Regions from separate parts of the Mus musculus genome. Here region 2 is linked to region 1. A link is a contact called in public promoter capture Hi-C data. All regions are on one chromosome and are shown on one strand. Each heading gives the region's core, a stretch centred on a gene start, on an enhancer-like site or on the middle of the called end of the contact. The rest is flanking DNA. Distances are from core to core; before and after follow the strand shown. Region 1 overlaps Rbpms (RNA binding protein gene with multiple splicing). Region 2 overlaps Gm40487 (a long non-coding RNA gene).

Region 1 (3,234 bases), core at 413-2,912:
GTAGACCAGGCTGGCCTCGAACTCAGAAATCCGCCTGCCTCTGCCTCCCAAATGCTGGGATTAAAGGCGTGTGCTACCACACCCGACAGGTATGATGGTACAAGTCTGTCACCCCAGCACTTGGGAGGCAGAGGCAGACAGACCACTTTGATTCCAACTCCAGCCTGGCCTATATATTGTAAGACTATGTCTCAAAACAACAACAACAAAACCCCTACTTGTTTTACAACCCTTTTAGGGAGCTAGAGATAGCTCAGTGGTTAAGAGCTCAGGCTACTCTTCTTTCAGAGGACCAGGTTAGAGTCCAGATACCTGCATGGCAGCTAACTATAATTACCATTAACTCCAATTCTAGGGGAGCCCTGTATTTTGCGTTTAAGGGCAATATATGCATGCGGTACACACAGGCAAAGCACTCATAAACATGAATAAATAAAGTCTGAGATAGTCCTGTGTGGTGGTCTAATTGAGAGCAGCCCCCATGGGCTGAAATATCTGCATGCTTAGTCTCTGGTCTGTGGAACTGCTCAGGAAGGATTAGGAGATGTGACCTTGGAGCTGTTACTGGGGTAAGTTTCAAAAGCCACCCACACCAGGCACAATGTCTGCCTCTGTGTGTCCCTCTCCCTCACTCGTGTGTGTGTGTGTGTGTGTGTGTGTGTGTGTGTGTGTGTGTGTGTGTGTGTGTGTCTGGTGTGTCTGTCTACAGATCAGGATTTAAAGCTAGAATACCTGTTGCCACACTCCCTCCATGATAATGGACTAGTCATCTCCAACTGTAAACAAGTCCCAATTAAATGCTCTCTTTTGGAAGAGTTGCCTTGGCCTTGGTCATGGTGTCTCTTCACTCAATAAGTAAACCCCGACCCCCCAATAATATAACTCCTCCAACTGACTAAGACAAGGTTTTTGCCTAAGGTATATTCAAGTCGCATTATGTAAGCCTGCCACCTAGACCAGACTCCCAATGTTCCTGATTTACTGAGTGTCCAACCCTCCCGTTTGGAAGCAAGGTTTCCCAAGAAGCTTTCTCTCCAAACGGGAGCTGGGGGTAGAGTGCTCCATCCATAGGCTAGATAGCTAATTTCTCTCAACTAATCTTTTACAAGAAAACACACACACACACTTCAGAGAAACTCATTTTAATTTTCTACCACAAAATTAAAAGGATGACTGCCCCCTCCCACGAGGAAAGAGAGTCTGAACCTAAGAAGCCTTCCTTACTCCGAGCTGCAGTGAGACCCCTGGGAAGCATCAGCACCCAGCCTAACACCTGTCAAGACCCTCAGACTGTATTTCTCCAGCTCCCTCACGTACCAGAGCCTTCACTTCATATATCCTTACTTGAAAGCAGCTCACGGGGAGGCGATCTGCCTTGGTGGCTAATCACATACACTACTGCGGCGGGGCATGTAGCTCGGTGGCAGAGCGTGGCCTTCACATGAGACAGCCTATGCTCACTTCTCAGAGAGAGAGAGAGAGAGAGAGAGAGAGAGAAAGAGAGAGAGAGAGAGAAAACAAGAAGATTAAGAAAACAGAATTGGGGGTGGGGGTAAAGGAACTGTTGTGGGCATTAGTGAATACCTGGGTCCCCATGAGGGACTGAAGCGAGGCTGTCCGGCAGGCGTGGCAAGCACTTTTACCTGCTGACCGATCTCACCGGCCCTAGCAGTTAATATTTAATAACAGGCTAATGCTGTGTGTTTGTTTTCCGAAAAATAAAAGCTGTGTAAAGTTTGTGAACAGATGCTCATGACTCAAGGACACAGCAGACGAGAAGTCAGTCACTGAGCATTAATTGCTTTCACGGGGCTTTGCGTTACTGTCCAGGCATCAGGGTCACTCTGTGTTAGAACATTTGCAAGTAAAGAGTATTGGTTTTCCCCCCAATAGTTTCTGTGCAGGGGGGGGGGGGCTCACAACTCCTCAGAGCAGGTGCTGGCACTATTATTCTTTTCTCACAAACAGAGAGGCTAAAAGCTACCAGGCGCATGTCTAGAAACTCAGCTTAGGGGCACATCTTCAATTCCCAGCACCCAGCAGCTCACAACTGTCTGTAACCGCTGCTCCAGAAAATCCCATGAGCCCTCTGCTGGTCACCGTGAGCACTGCATGCATGTATGTGGCACACAGACACATAAAATCCACCCAGCCAGGGAGTACAGCTAACTACAGGCACACCTAGTTAGGAGTCTAAACCAATCAGACACTTTAGGTAACTGGTTTAAATGAGGTTTCCCGTTTCATAAAAGTTGGGATTATAGACTGATTTCTAACAGTCTTCATTTTACAGCCCAGTCCTTTTCCAAACAGTAACACGGAAGTGGCTTCCCACTCCTGACTTCATTATTCAAGTTCTATCGGGGTCTGAGCTTTATACTTAGTGATGTAACTGGAACCCAACTGTAAATCATACTGTCACACCTAACAACTAGCCTCAAAGAAACGAAGTAGCTTCCCTCTTTCAGACACGGCTTCGCTCTCCCCAGTTTGATAGCTGCAGTAACCTATGGCCTGAACCGATTAAATGGAAAATTCCAGAAATAAACAAGCCGTAAATTTGACTTGCATTCTGTTCTGAGTCTCATGAGGAAATCTCGCTCAGGATGTGAATCACCCCTCTGTCCATCCAGCACTGTCTACAAACCCCACTTTCATCGGACAGCCGCCTCAACTATTTCAACAGTCAGGTCACCGTGACGCTTGCTCCACTCTAACTTAATGACCCCCCAAGTACAAAAAGAGGTATGCCTGAGAAGCCACAGCATCCTTTTCCAGCACAGGGATAAACATTTTAGATGTCTTTCATAATTGTTGTCGGTGATCTTATTCTACTTGTAAAACAGCGATTGTTGTTAAACTGCTTGAAGTATAAATTTAACCAGTAAGTCCTGGGGCTAGCGATGCTCAGTGGTTAAGAGGACACATGCTCTTTTTCAGGCAGATCTCTGAATCTGAGGCCAGCCTGGTCTGTAAAGCAAGTTCCACAACAGCCAAGCTAGAGTGAGATGGGAAATAGGGGGAGAGGGCTAGGGAAATAGGAGCTAGTGAAGGAGGAAGGAAGCAAGACCTCTTCCGAGGACATGTTGGGTTTCCAGTACCAGTCAGCCACTATAGAACTGCTTGTCACTCCAACTTCAGGGACATCTAATGCTCTCTTCAGCGGCACACATGCACAAAATATTGGGGGGTAGAGCTTGAGTGCGGTGTCCTATATAAGCAAGCCCAACTTTT
Region 2 (3,234 bases), core at 403-2,902, 170 kb after region 1:
ATGACCAGCAGGTTGAAAGGCACTGGTATAGACAGCCGGTTCCTCAAAGTTTACTAATCTGAGAGGTAAGCTCCAGGTTTAGAGGGAGACTAACTCAAAAGGTCGGGAGGAGAACAATAAAGACACTTGATCTCTGGTTTGCAAAAGCACACTCATGGGTGAGTGTACTTGAACAGACAAGGAGAGAGAGAGAGAGAGAGAGAGAGAGAGAGAGAGAGAGAGAGAGAGAGAGAGAGAGAGAGAACACAAACAAGAAAACACACACACACACACACACACACACACACACACACACACACACACACCGAGGGGAAATAGGCCAAAGCGTTTGCCCAGCAAGGCAAAATCTAATTCTCCAGTTTGGAATGTAGATCTGGCATAGTCTTATTTTCTTCCATTTCCTGCTTGCCTCCCTATCCAGACTCACCCTGCATAATGCATGCAGTTGACCCTCCATGGCTACAGGGCTCTGCACAGATTGTTCGCACTCTGGAATGTTCTTCCTCCTTTTCCACCTGACTGGCTTCTAATCATGCTTCAAAGAGTCAACTCAAATGTCACATTCTCATGCACAGAAAGTAATCTCTAGTCCGGGTCTCATTTTACTGGGAATTAATCATCTTAGTTGTCATGGTGAGACTTGTTACCCTTGGAGGGGCGGTAGCAGCATGCATCTTGGGAGTAAAGTGGTGTTCACAGTAAACTTCTGAAGGATATTCTTTTTTTTTTTTTTTTTTTTTTAATTTTTTTTTTAAAGATTTATTTATTTATTATATGTAAGTACACTGTAGTTGTCTTCAGATACACCTGAAGAGGGCATCAGATCTCATTACGGGTGGTTGTGAGCCACCATGTGGTTGCTGGGATTTGAACTTCGGACCTTCGGAAGAGCAGTCGGGTGCCCTTACCCACTGAGCCATCTCACCAGCCCCTGAAGGATATTCTATTCGCCACCAGTTCCTATGAACGACGGTTTCTAAATGGTGACGGTGAAGTTACAATTGGTAGCAGTATCAAAAGATATGAAAGGGGCTGGAGGGATGGCTCAGCGGTTAAGAGCACTGACTGCTCTTCCAGAGGTCCTGAGTTCAAATCCCAGCAACCATATGGTGGCTCACAACCATCTGTAATGGGATCTGGTGCCCTCTTCTGGGGTGTCTGAAGACAGCAACAGTGCACCTTCATATAATAAATAGATAAATCTTTAAAAAAAAAGATATGAAGATTTTTTTGTTTTTTTGTTTTCTTTGTGAGTCAGAGAAAGTGGGGAGGGAAGGAGAGGTTCCTGATAAGATACTAGCTATTCCCTACTACTAATAACACCTTAGGCATATCACAACCTAACAAATGACTACATTTCCCAGACTTCCTTGTGGCCAAGGCCAAACATATGACTAGGTCCCCACCCTAGTTTATGGATAGAAGAGATAAGCGTGACATCCATGCTTATTGCTTAAGGGGAAACAGTTTGCTGTCTGCTTTTTCTCTTCCCCTTTTTCTGGACCAAATATAAGGTGGTCATGACCCAGCTTTGACCACTCAGCCAAGAACAACATCCTAGGAACTGTGATGCAACATGATGGGAAGGAGCCACGTCCCTAAATGACCCAAAGGAGCTCAACAGCGCCAGCAGCCTGGACCACTCAGCTCTGGTCAGTTGCGTCTTCTTCAAGCCAAGAGTTGGGATCGTAGCCATGTTACCAATGCTTTACTCTAGCCATCTAGCCTTGCGGCCAAACAGGAGACAGTTCTCTAGAGCAGAGAAGAAATCACTGGTCCCCTTTTTGTCTCCATACCCCAAACATCAAACATAGCATCTTATAGATGAGAAGTGTTCAAGGAGCCTTTGATAATTCAATGGGTGCTGGGCTGGAAGGGAGGGAAGAGACAGGCGGTAAAAAGTGAGTGATGGAATGGGCTGTAGTCTTGGAAGTAGAGTGTTTGCCTGGCATATAGGTAGGAGGCAGGCCCTTAGTTTGATCCCAGCATGGCAAAAAAAAAAAAAAAAAAAAAAAGACGGAAGAAAGAAAGGAAAGATGAATGGAAGGAAAGAAAGACTATGTTAGAACATCTCTGAACAGCCCGTGAAGCAAGCGCAGGTGAAGGAGGACTTCCATTGCTGCCACCTAGATTCCATGGAACTTTTTTTTTTTTTTAAAAGTTAGGGGGGAAAATATCACGTTAGTTGATTGACCCCTGCTGGCCGTTTGGAATTCTGCAGCTTGAATCAGTCAAACTGTTCAGCCAAAAATGTCTTCACTTTTTAGAGATCAAGGAAGCAGCTGTTAAAAATCTGAATCCACACTTAGGAAGCACTAAAACCCAACAACGATAGACACAGCCGGGGGGGGGGGGTCGGGGGGGGGGACAGACGACGACTAACAATAACAGAGAAGTGCTCTGGGCCGGCCACGGTGGCGGCGGTGCTGAAGCAGCCCTCCTCCAATGGAGGAGGGATGGCTCAGGATCTGGTTTTGCTCTAGAAGGTTGATTGAAGCTCGGGGTCCAGTTTCTCCTTTTTATAGATGTGTTTCTGTCCTTTGATCATGTCAAGCCGTAAGATGTCTCTCTGGTCCTTTCTCTTCTCTCCTCCTGTCATTTCCTTATCTGTTTCCACAGCTTGGCCTCTCTCTCTCTCTCTCTCTCTCTCTCTCTCTCCCTCTCCCTCTCTCTCTCTCATTTCTATCAGTGGAGTTAGTCATGACATTGTTGAGTTATTTGATTAAGAAAAAAAAATGAGGGCTGGTGAGATGGCTCAGCAGGTAAGAGCACCCGACTGCTCTTCCAAAGGTCTAGAGTTCAAATCCCAGCAACCACATGGTGGCTCACAACCATCTGTAACGAGATCTAGCACCCTCTTCTGGAGTGTCTGAAGACAGCTACAGTGTACTTACATATAATCAATAAATAAATCTTTAAAAAAAAAAAAAGAAAAAAAATGAAAGCTGAAAAATAAACAAAAAACTTTCTTTCTTTTTTTTCTTTTTTCTTTTTTTAGTTTAGTTTTGTTTTCTTTTTCGAGACAGGGTTTCTCTGTGTAGCCCTGGCTGTCTTGGAACTCACTCTGTAGACCAGGCTGGCCTCGAATTCAGAAATCTGCCTGCCTCTGCCTCCCAAGTGCTGGACCCACACCCGGCTGTAACAAAACACTTTCGTTCACAAACTCTCTCAAAGCATTGTCAAGAATCAGAATCTCCTCAGACTAGAAGAAGGCATCCCAGGGCAGCGGCAGGG

What was found. Capture Hi-C pulls out chosen DNA fragments and counts their contacts.
Region 2: a contact with region 1 is called in a promoter capture Hi-C map of adipose tissue. The contact joins two enhancer-like sites. A contact is called at or near these places in 1 of 15 datasets of contacts at CTCF or cohesin (large pre-B cells), 4 of 484 Hi-C or Micro-C datasets (the HL-1 cell line, cardiomyocytes, embryonic stem cells and 1 more), 11 of 115 datasets of contacts at active chromatin or transcription factors (the HPC-7 cell line, embryonic limb bud, embryonic stem cells and 5 more) and 4 of 9 other capture datasets (adipose tissue, embryonic tail, liver and 1 more).

What each region holds. Positions count from the first base shown.
Region 1 is chr8:33,893,854-33,897,087 of GRCm38.p6, forward strand. The region is part of intron 1 of Rbpms (RNA binding protein gene with multiple splicing); the gene reads right to left. Among named protein-coding and RNA genes, the nearest start is that of Gm51528, 28 kb to the right of the region's middle. Within about 2 kb of position 1,663, at least 50 of the 459 cell types and tissues checked have an H3K27ac peak or open chromatin away from gene starts, as enhancers often do. A contact at or near this core is called in adipose tissue, liver and uterus, where this site is marked.
Region 2 is chr8:34,063,954-34,067,187 of GRCm38.p6, forward strand. Gm40487 (a long non-coding RNA gene) reads left to right here. Exons shown (of 3, transcript XR_870314.2): 3 at 422-618. Among named protein-coding and RNA genes, the nearest start is that of Gm40486, 9.7 kb to the left of the region's middle. Within about 2 kb of position 1,653, at least 56 of the 459 cell types and tissues checked have an H3K27ac peak or open chromatin away from gene starts, as enhancers often do. A contact at or near this core is called in adipose tissue, liver and uterus, where this site is marked.